Regions from separate parts of the Mus musculus genome. Here region 2 is linked to region 1. The links are chromatin contacts, called in public promoter capture Hi-C maps. All regions are on one chromosome and are shown on one strand. The core of a region is the stretch at or near the end of the contact, and the rest is flanking DNA. Distances in the headings are between cores, read along the strand shown.

Region 1 (5,323 bases), core at 512-3,011:
GAGTCAGGCAGAGGCCAGACTTCAAAGGTAAGCTTCAAAAGATGTCATTCACAAATCACACTTGAGGCTTGGTTGTGGCCGTGTGTACCTGTAACCCTAGCACTCAGATGGTGGAGAAGGAAGGTTCGAGTGTTCAAGACCAGCCTCAATGCCATGAAACCATCTCAAACAAATGACAAAACCCCGACTAATGGAAGAAAAGACACTATAGCTCAGAATGAGTGGTAGTAGTTTGTCAAGTGTTCCAAGCAGAGAGATGCATGCAAAGAACAGGTAAGAAACAAGTCCCCTTCGTGAGGGCCAGGAGGACCTGCTGCATGAGAACACCGGGCTGGAGAGATGGCTAAGCCATTACGGGCACTGGCTGCTCTTCCAGAGGTCCTGAGTTCAAACCCCAGCAACCACATGGTGGCTCACAACCATCTATAGGGGGATCCGATGCCCTCTTCAGGCAGCCAGAACACTGGAACACTGGGGGAAACCTTTCGTGATCTAGCTTGTCAGAAACCTGTTTGTACATGTATCTAACAGGCAGGTTAACTGATGGCAGTTTTGTGGAGTTGTGTGGGGTATTTTATAAGCAGTGTTTGTCAAATACCTGGCATATGAACCCTTAGCTGTTAGTCTGCCAGTGTAAGGCATGTGTGGTGAAAGGTAGGTGGACCATTTGGATACACAGGATAAGGAAAAATCCTAAGTGTTAGAATGTTCTGTATCTTGTGCCCTGAAGAGAAGCAGGAAGGGTTTCATAAAGGGGAAATGTCCTGATTAGAAATGCATTGTATGATAATCTCCAAATAATCTAGGCCCTGGGGCATCAGTGAGGACAGGGAGAAGGGGGAGTGTGTCTCTTGCTCACTCTCTAACAGGTCCACCTCGAAATTCTTGGTAGGCAGCCGAACAGAGTTGAAGCCCCAGGTAGGGACGTGGCCTTCCACCGGTGGCTTCCCGGCCAGCATGCGCAAGAACGTGCTTTTCCCTGAGCCATCCAAGCCCAGCACCAACACTTCCCGCTGCTCCAGCTCTTCCAAGGCCGGCTCATCTTCCTCGTCCTCGGGCTGTGGGACAGAGACGAAGGCTGCAATCCCCAACCTCCTTCTTGACCCTCCCTTCCCTAGGGACAACGAAGTGCACCACGGTGCCCCTGCACGCCATCCACGCGTCCCGGGGCAGGCACCTGTGGTCTGACATTGCAGGGCAGGAGCTGCTTTTTGAGTCCTAAACTAAAAGTCTCACTTTTCTTTTTGACTCCTCATGATTTCGCGCACAATCTTTCTCATCATAAATCCTTGGCTTCCACGAACAGTAAACCCAAGACAATCCCAAGATCTCACGATTATCCGGCACCGGGAATGAGGGCTCTACCAGGGATCCCCGGGGCGGCGCCACTGCGCTTACTGCACTGTCGCCTGGCTGGCTCCTACCGCGCCCACGGGGCTACCGAGCCCGATGCCCTGCCCGGGCCCTCGCGCTTGCACTCCGCGCTCACAGCATGCGTAGGCCTCCCTGACCTCGGCGGCTCGCACTCACCTCCCACTCGTCCCACTGAGGGAGGCGGGCAGTGTCCGCGCCCCACCAGGCCTCGCCCCGGTCCCAGCGCCGCTCCCGGCCGCGGCCGAAGTAAGCTTTCCAGAGGATAAAGAGCACAGAGCCCAGCACGGCTGCGGCGCCACCCAGAGCCAGCACCAAGGGGCCCAGCGGCCGCGGCGCCATTTGGCCTGGGAGCAAGACCGACCAGCCTGCGGTGGAAGATGGAGCTGTGGCCGCGCCCACCCGCCGGACCCCGCCACACTACAAGCCCCACAATGCACTGCTCGCTGCCAGCGAAGGCTGCGCTTGTATTGCGGTGGGGAAGGGGCACTAGGGTGGGATGGGCTTTCCGAGTAGGGGTTCGGTCCAGGATGGATCTTCCACTCCCTGACCAGTGTGGTAGAAGTGAGGCTGTGCGGACCTGTTGAGTCCCTTCAGAGAAGGAAACACTGAGACTTAGCAGGTATTAAGTTGCTCAAGGTCGCACCATAGTCTAGTTTGGCATTTAAACCCAATCTATGTCACCTGGGTATTTCTCAGGACCACAAAAAAGAGAAATCTCGAAACTAATTATATGGGATCATACGCCAGTGGGATGGCAGAAGGAAGAAGTTTCTCCAAACCTTTGGTGGCTTACTGTGCACAGCAATGAAGAATGTCTGTCTGGCAAGGAAAGTTCAGAGCAATCACATTGTCAGCCACTCCCAGAGACTGCAGGGCTTCCAAGTACTGCATCAGAGAGAAGAGAAACAGGAAAAAAAATGGTGCCCCAAGCTACAGCAGTCCTTTGGCCTTCACTGCGTCTGCGGGATAATGGGAGAGAGTGTCCCAGTGTCCAGCTATGCCTGCCTCTTTAAAGTAGCACGCACACTACACACTCCTTAGCCAGTTTCTCTGTGCCCTAACCTCTGTTCTTTTTGGGCCCCCTTACTTTTGGCTACATATCTATGCTGCTTCCCCTTCTGTCTTGACTTCTTGTTTCTTAGGGTTTTTTGTTTTGGTTTGGTTTTTGGTTTTTCGAGACAGGGTTTCTTTGTGTAGCCCTGGCTGTCCTGGAACTCACTCTGTAGACCAGGCTGGCCTTGAACTCAGAAATTCGCCTGCCTCTGCCTCCCAAGTGCTGGGGATTAAAGACGTGTGCCACCACGCCCGGCTTTGTTTCTTAGTTTTAAAAAATACCTCTATCGGAGTTGTAGAGATGACACTGGTTCAGAGCACTGGTTGCTCTTTCAGAGGACCTGATGAGTTCTACTCCGAGAACTCACACAGCTGCTCCCAACCTTCTGTAACTGCAGATCTTATCTGGCTTCTGCAAACACCATGCACACTCATGCCCACAGTGCCCAGATATACAAGCAGGCAAAATACCTCTATAAAAAAAAAATCTCAATAGCAACACCTCTTTGGGGGAGGTTCATTTTGCTTATTTGATAGAAGTCTGGAGGTAGCAGAATAGAGCACTCTGAAAGGTTTTACTCTCAGTGGCACTCAACCTCATGGTGACTCTTTAATATAGTTCCTCATGTTGTGGTGACCCCAACCATAAGATTTTCTTTGCTTGCTACTTGGTAACTCTAATTTTGCTACCGTTGTGAATTGCAATGTAAAAGCTTGTGATTGTGGGTTGAGAACCATTGATTCAGAAATTACTATTTGCAGAGCAGGAGAGAGATCTCCCTTCCCTTTCCCTTCCCTTTTCCCCTTCCCCTTCCCCTTCCCTTCCCTTCCCCTTCCCTTTCCCTTCCCTTTCCCTTCCCTTTCCCAATCCCTTCCCTTTCCCCTTCCCTTCACCTTCCCTTTCTTCTTCCCTTCCCTTTCCCCTTCCCCTTCCCTTCCCTTTCCCCTTCCCCTTCCCTTTCCCCTTCCCTTTCCCTTGCCTTTCCCCTTCCCTTCCCTTTTCCCTTCCCTTTCCCCTTCCGTTCTCTTTCCCCTTCCCTTCCGTTTTCCCTTCCCTTCCCTTCCCTTCCCTTCCCTTTTCCCTTCCCTTCCCTTCCCTTCCCTTTCCCCTTTCCTTCCCTTTCCCCTTCCCTTCCCTTTTCCCTTCCCCTCCCACCCCCTCTCCTCCTCTCCCTTCCCCTTTCCCTTTCCCTCTCCTCTCCTCTAATGCATACCACTGGAGTGCCTGGTGCCTCCCAAGGTCAAAAGAGGATCCCGCAGCCCCTAGAACTGGAGTTAATGCATGATTTCGAGCTGTCATATTGGACTCTGGGAATTGAATCTGAGTCCTCTGCAAAAGTGATAAGTGTTCTAAGGTGCTGAGCCACCTCTCCAGTCACACACACACACACACACACACACACACACACACACACACTGGGAACATTTATATACACCCTTCACTTTTGCTATCAGACTATTGGCACAATGGACCCTGAGAAATTGAAATGTATCCCTCCCCGGAAACTGAAGGAGGAGAAAGAGAAAGTAAGGCAGTTAGAGATCGGCCTCAGTAAGACCTGACTCTAACTTTTGTTCATGGTCTGACTCGGATCGAAAGTAGTGCATGGATTAAAGCCCCTTTGCTTGATGACCTTTGATAATTCTAGTTCTTCATGAGAGAGCTCTGGTGCTGGGGGAAAACCATCATTTTGTACACAAGGAAAGTTCAAGTTATCTTTTTACCTCCTATCCACTGTTGCCTTGTTTTGTAACCATTTTAAAACACCTACCTCTTTACTTTTTTTTTTTTTTTTTTTTTTTTTTTTTTTTTTTTTTTTGGTTTTTCGAGACAGGGTTTCTCTGTGTAGCCCTGGCTGTCCTGGAACTCACTTTGTAGACCAGGCTGGCCTTGAACTCAGAAATCCACCTGTCTTTGCCTCCCGAGTGCTGGGATTAAAGGCGAGTGCCACCACGCCCGGCTTTAAAAACACCTACCTCTTGAAATCTGAACCATACCCTCTCTTGGAACCCATTCCACTTTGAAAGTTTCTCTTTCAAAAAAAAATCACATTTATCTTTAAATTTTATGTGTATGTGTGTTTGCTTGGCAGGTATATTTGTATATCACATCCATGTCTGGTGTCTGCAACACCAGAAGGGGATGTGGGAACTGGAGTTACAGAGGGCTATGAGCAATGTGGGTTCTGGATTGGATAGCGAACCCTGACCCTCTAGAACAGCAACCATGTTGGTGCTTTCAACTCTGAGACATTTCTCCAGCCCTTCTCTTTCTCTCTCTAATAGACAATATTAAAGCACTTGACTCATGAACCACTCCTTCACAGGCCAGTATCCTGGAGTCCCAGCAGCTTCCAGCAGTAACCACTGCAGGCAGCTCTCAGCCACTAGTTCTGAGTCTCATGTTTGGAAAAAGATTGAAATGGGTGCCAAAACCTTGTGACTTTTCAGACTCCCCTCAAAGGAGGTACTGTTGGCATTAGAAGCTGCTTCAAGGTCAGCCTCTAAATCCAGGAATGATGTCATCCCTGGGCAACAAGGACCCTCTTGCATCTGTTGTCATGGCAACCACCACACACTCCCAGCTTATACTTCCCACGTGCTCCTCACCAGCATGATCACCTGGCATCTATGTTAAGACCCAAATAAAAGACGGAGTCCCTGACCCCTTGCCCCCCTTTCCCTCTTTCTTCCCTCCTTGCTTTCCCCCAGTGAACCCTCTTCTGGTGGGGCTGTGTGGGTCTGGTGTGATCTGTCTGGATCTGAGCCACTTTCTAACACAACAGGTACTATAGCTAAAATGACAGTCTGTTGACAGGTGGGTGGGCCTACGGTTCGTCAGACTACCTTCCTTGCCTTTTCAGCTTTGTTCTTTAAAGACTGGGTCGCTTTACTT
Region 2 (5,240 bases), core at 2,493-4,992, 1.1 Mb before region 1:
CTGTTTTTAAAGACATTTTCATGGAGAAAAGCTGTAACTATTGACATTGGTGTGAATAAATATGTAAGTAAATAGAAAATAGAAAAGTGGAGTGGTTTTCAGTTTAAATCTAAGAACAGTCATTAAATTAGCTTAAAACAGCAAGGAGAGCCCACAGAAACTCTGCCCTGTTTCTTCCCAGTGTCTGCTTTAGTGGCCACTCTTCACACAAGGGTCAGCCCTCTTGGGCAGAATCAAATAAAATCTGCACGAGCAGAGCATATTATCTTACTTTTATCTCTCTCAGGGACTTCAAGGTTCTCTCTGGATTACAGAAAACACAATCTAAAGTTTCCAAGCTTAAAGATACCGTTTAAGACTCTCTTTATAGACAAGTCCTGTGCTTAATCAAACAATGGTTAAAAAAAAAAATAGCAGGAGGCCCACAAACGGGCCACTAATTTCCAAACTAGAACACAGCTTTGGAGAAGCCCAATTTATCCGGGAAGGCCCAGTATCACTGGTTCTGCAGAACTGGACGTCTTACCTCAGGCGCTTCCTGTCCCTTGACCGAGATCTTCTCTTGTCCCTACTCCGAGACCTCTCTCTCCTCCGGTCTCTGTCTCTGCTCCGAGAGCGTCTGTCATCCCCACGTTTGCTTCTTTTGTCAGAGGGTGAGCGACTCCTCGATCGACTTCCAGAACGACCTCGAGATGCTGAGCGTTTTCGGTAGTGGCTACAACAGTATCAAATCCAAGATCAAACTTAGCATCTGTATAGTCCTGACTGTCCTGGAACTCACTCTGTAGACCAGAGTGGCCTTAAACTCAGAAATCCACCTGCCTCTGCCTCCCGAGTGCTAGGATTAAAGGCATGCGTCACCACTGCCCGGCTGTCTATTTCTATGTTTAAAAAAAACTCACAGAAAAGATACAGCCAAGATGAAGTGACATTTTAGAAACCACAGAAGGAAACATAAGCAGGAGCCATGCAGACAGGCAGGGGCCCTTCCAGGCGAAAGGCACATGGGCAAACTCATGGGAAGGAGTCCAGACCGGCACATGAAGGAAAAGTGGCAAGAAGACAGTTACACAAACTAGTCAGTGGGCCAGGGGTGGGGGCCATGCCTCAATCCCAGCACTCAGGAGACAGAAGCAAGCGCATCTCTGAGATCACAGCAGTCTAGTCTACACAGTGAGACTCTGTTTCAAAGAAAAGATGAGAGAAGTGGAAAGAGAAGAGGAGAGAAGTGGGGAGGGGAGGGGAGGGGAGGGGAGGGGAGGGGAGGGGGGGAGGAAAGGAGAGAAGAACTCAAGAGAGCACCACGAGACAAGATCAGAGAAATAGCAAAATACTTAGATATGGAGAACCTCACCGGGTCTTACAATGACTGTCTTTTACTCCGAGTAAGATAAAAAGCTATAGGGCCACATATGGCAGCAGCCCCCTGTAGTGTTATTAAGGTGTCTAAGCTACTGAGGAAAGATCACTATGTCAATCAGGCTAAGATCAGTATGTTCTCATCTCTAAATAAATATTTTAATTAATTTATGTGTATATGTATATGTATATACCTGAGGACAAATGTGTGTGTGTGTGTGTGTGTGTGTGTGCGCGCGCGCGCACTCGTGGAACTGGAGTTACAGACAGCTGTGAGCCACGTGGATGCTAGGAATTGAACCTGGATCCTCTGGAGCAAACCCAGGGCTTTGAACCACTGAGCCACCTCTCCAGCCCCATGAGTAAATATTCTTACAATAAATAACAAAAAAGGAAAAAGTTACCGGAAGATGTTTAAGCATGACTATTTTTAAAGTTATCACTCAAGAATCAGGTATGCAATGCCAGCACTCAGGGGTGGAGGCAGTGCCTCTGGCAGTTGGAAGCGCAGCTTGTATCTATAAAAACGAAAGTATTGTCTTGTTGCTGAGCACAGAACAGATCAAACGGAGGAGGCAACAGGAGGAGAGAAACCATGAGACTGAAGCAAGCATCCGGCTTCAGAGAAGCCCCGCTTAGGTCAGAATAGCGAGAGTAGATGCTGAGAAATACCAAGATCTCCAGTGGAGATAAAACATAGAAGCCCAAAACACTAGCACTGACTCATCTTAATTATGAATTAAATACCAAGTATGAGGGCAAGAGAGAAGGGCTGGGTGTCTCCACATGGGACCAGAATAAGCAGGAAAGGGAGGCTGTGCTGAGGGGAGAGGCCATGGTCGTCCAGCCCATGTTCCGAATGTGTGAGGCCCTGACATCAGCTCATAGCAGCCTTCCTCGCCATCACTGAAGGCTGCCATTACTAGGAATCAACAATCCATTCGCTTTCTGAGCCTTCTCAGGATCTACCTAGAAAGCTCCAGATGAGCGGAAGCCAGGCACCACAGGAAGTCAACTGTACGCAGGTAAATGGGTGAAAAGGACCTTCTGCGAAAGGTCTGGGGAGTCTGAATTTCCTCTTGAAAGTAACAGGATCCAACAGATACTAAGTCAAAAAATGGCAAGGTCTTATTGTTATTTTGATTCCAGCAATACAAATATAATAATTATAACAGCAAGATCAAGAAAGGTAATTCAGGCCGGGTGTGGTGGCGCACGCCTTTAATCCCAGCACTCAGGAGGCAGAGGCAGGCAGATTTCTGAATTCGAGGCCAGCCTAGTCTACAAAGTAAGTTCCAGAACAGCCAGGGCTATACAGAGAAACCCTGTCTCGGACCCCCCACCCCCCCAAAAAAAGAACCATGGTCACTGGCAATACACCCTTTATACGGAAGATGCTACAGGTTTTTTTGGTTTGCAAAAATTTCAAGCTGCTCCACTCACACTTGGCTTGTTTCCCTGAACCTAAGTTTTAACCCAGTACGCCAAGTTTTCATTCTCCCTACACAGTGAACCACAGTACCTTTCAGACTGGCTACATACATACCAGTCATCTCATCTTTCAAGATGATGATTATAATAATAGTAGTAGTAGTAATAATATCATCATCATCTACCTCAAGGTCCTAATCCGTTATTAAAACCTAAAGTTTTGAAGACACCGTAAGGTGCCCGCGTGAAAGGTTTCACAAAGAAGCAGGCAACATAGTAACAAAATGTATCCGCGGAATAAATGGCCATGGAACAGGTGTTTTTGTTGTAACCCAATAAAAGCCGGTCCTGCACATATAGCAGGTGCGTAAAAAAGGCCTGCATACGCTCCTTCTAAATGACTTAGGCAGAGAGGCCCACGTGCGCACGAAAGTAACCCAGAGTGGAGGCAAACAATGTTGTGAAGACGAAGAGGAACGGGAGTGAACCGGCTCTGGGTTGACCCGGGGGATGAGGCGGGAGGCTCCGTGATGGGCGGGGTGGGGTCAGGGGGACTGTTCCCGCTCAGGGCTCGACCGGTGGTCGCAAGCTCACGGCAATCGGCTGCCCTGCATGCCAGCTGCGCCTCGTCACAGCCCGGGTGACCGGGTCCTCAGCAGCCACACGCGCGGCCACCCGCACTCTACCCGCAGCGCCGCTCCCTCCACCCGCTCGCTCCCCTCCGAGCCCAAGAAGCCGCTCGCCCGCGGACTCACCGAGACTCCCGGCCCATGCTGCCGGCCAGCAGAAGGCCTGCGCCCTCGGGGACGATGCGCAGGCCTATGAAGAGGACAAAGGAGGGAGGCAGCAAGCTCTCACGGTACCGAGCGAGGACCGGTCCTACGAAATGGACAGAGCTCCAGCAGTGACCGCCATCAGAGCGTGGCCAACGAAAACAGGATGTGCTGGTGCCGGGGTGCGGAAGGAAGGAGCGGGCGGAAGGAAGCGGCTGCTTCTCCAGAGCGCCACCAACCGACTGGAGGCCGCGCGGCGCGGGCTGCGCCGGCAGCAACAACTTACTTTTCTAGCGCAACCCGCAGCCCTTTTTGGCGCTATGGAGTGTGCCATCAGCCAGGTCAGCCTTGCAAAGGGTCTTCGCTGCAGACCACCGAGGAACCTAATGCAGCCTGCGGCTCTCCCAGGGAGTGTGTCTGTTTGCCTTAATCTGCATTAACTAATGCTCCTGTCTCCTTATATGCTCCGTACTGAGTCACTTATGTGTATGCCAGATCCTGACAACTAATAGTAGTGATGTGTCTTCGACACAAGGAGCATCATACTGAAGAGGAAAGACTCTTCAATATGAGATGTGAAGACTTAGAATCTACAGAACAGAGATAAACTGCACTAAGGATTATAATAGTTCTTAACACTGGGAAGCTTTCGGGGCAGGGGGGAATACATGATCCGTTCAACCGCTCAGGAAATGGGGCCCAAAGGCACCAGACAAAAAGCACGGGCCTCCCTCTTGCTCTGGCTCTTTGTCTGGATCACTCCATTTCTGCTTATTATCTTTATATTCACATTTTGACCTGTCCTTTAAGTGTTTTACTTACCGAACTTACCCCTATACTGGAACAAAGAAGCCCTCCCAAAGGATTTCCTATGCCTACAAACACCTCAAATGACCAATCAGATTAAAGACAACCTGGCCTTGGTAGAACAAAGCAAAGCAAGAGCAAATAGATTCCCTACCTACAGAGGTCCTCCAAGACTGCAAAAGACTAACTTCATGACTGCAAAAAATGGAGGCGTCTATGCCTTCCTAGGAAAAGGATGTTTTCATGAAAACCAATTAGGCCTAATAAAGGGAACCACTGAGCAACTATTTTAAAACAAACTCAAAACCAGAAAAGGAACAGACAATGCATTCTAGAAGAACACCTGGATGCCTGGGGCCATGCATCACACCATTGGCAGGTGCGGTCATTGGTTTTTGGTTGGCTGGTTGGTTGGTTGGTTGGTTGGTTTTCTGAGACAGGGTTTCTCTGTGTAGCCCTGGCTGTCCTGGAACTCACTCTGTAGACCAGGCTGGCCTCGAACTCAGAAATCCATCTGCCTCTGCCTCCCAAGTGCTGGGATTAAAGTCATGCGTCACTACTGCCTGGCCTATTTTTGTTTGTTTGTTTGTTTGTTTTCTTTGTTTATTGAGACAGGCTTTCTCTGTGTAGCCCTGGCTGTCCTGGAACTCACTCTGTAGACCAGAATTTTGGTTTCTTTTTTTTTTTTTTTTTTTTTCTTTTTTTCAAGACAGGGTTTCTCTGTAGCCCTGGCTATCCTGGAACTCACTCTGTAGACCAGGTTGGCCTCGAACTCAAAAATCCACCTGCCTCTGCCTCCCAAGTGCTGGGATTAAAAGTGTGTGCCACCACTGCCCAGCCAAATTTAACATTTCTGTTCGAGTTTGGTTT

What was found. Promoter capture Hi-C pulls out the DNA fragments that hold promoters and counts their contacts.
Region 2: a promoter capture Hi-C map of liver shows a contact between it and region 1, with 2.9 times the contacts expected there. The contact joins the promoter of Ddx46 here to the promoter of Arl10 in region 1. A contact is called at or near these places in 3 of 39 promoter capture datasets (fetal liver, liver and pre-B cells), 1 of 115 datasets of contacts at active chromatin or transcription factors (pancreatic cancer cells) and 3 of 9 other capture datasets (adipose tissue, liver and macrophages).

Annotation. Positions count from the first base shown.
Region 1 is chr13:54,571,485-54,576,807 of GRCm38.p6, reverse strand. It overlaps Arl10 (ADP-ribosylation factor-like 10), which reads right to left and starts at 1,761. Exons shown (of 4, transcript NM_019968.3): 1 at 1,531-1,761; 2 at 860-1,058. The coding sequence starts at 1,713.
Region 2 is chr13:55,633,501-55,638,740 of GRCm38.p6, reverse strand. Ddx46 (DEAD box helicase 46) reads right to left here and starts at 3,742. Exons shown (of 23, transcript NM_001282055.1): 1 at 3,546-3,742; 2 at 527-715. The coding sequence starts at 3,562.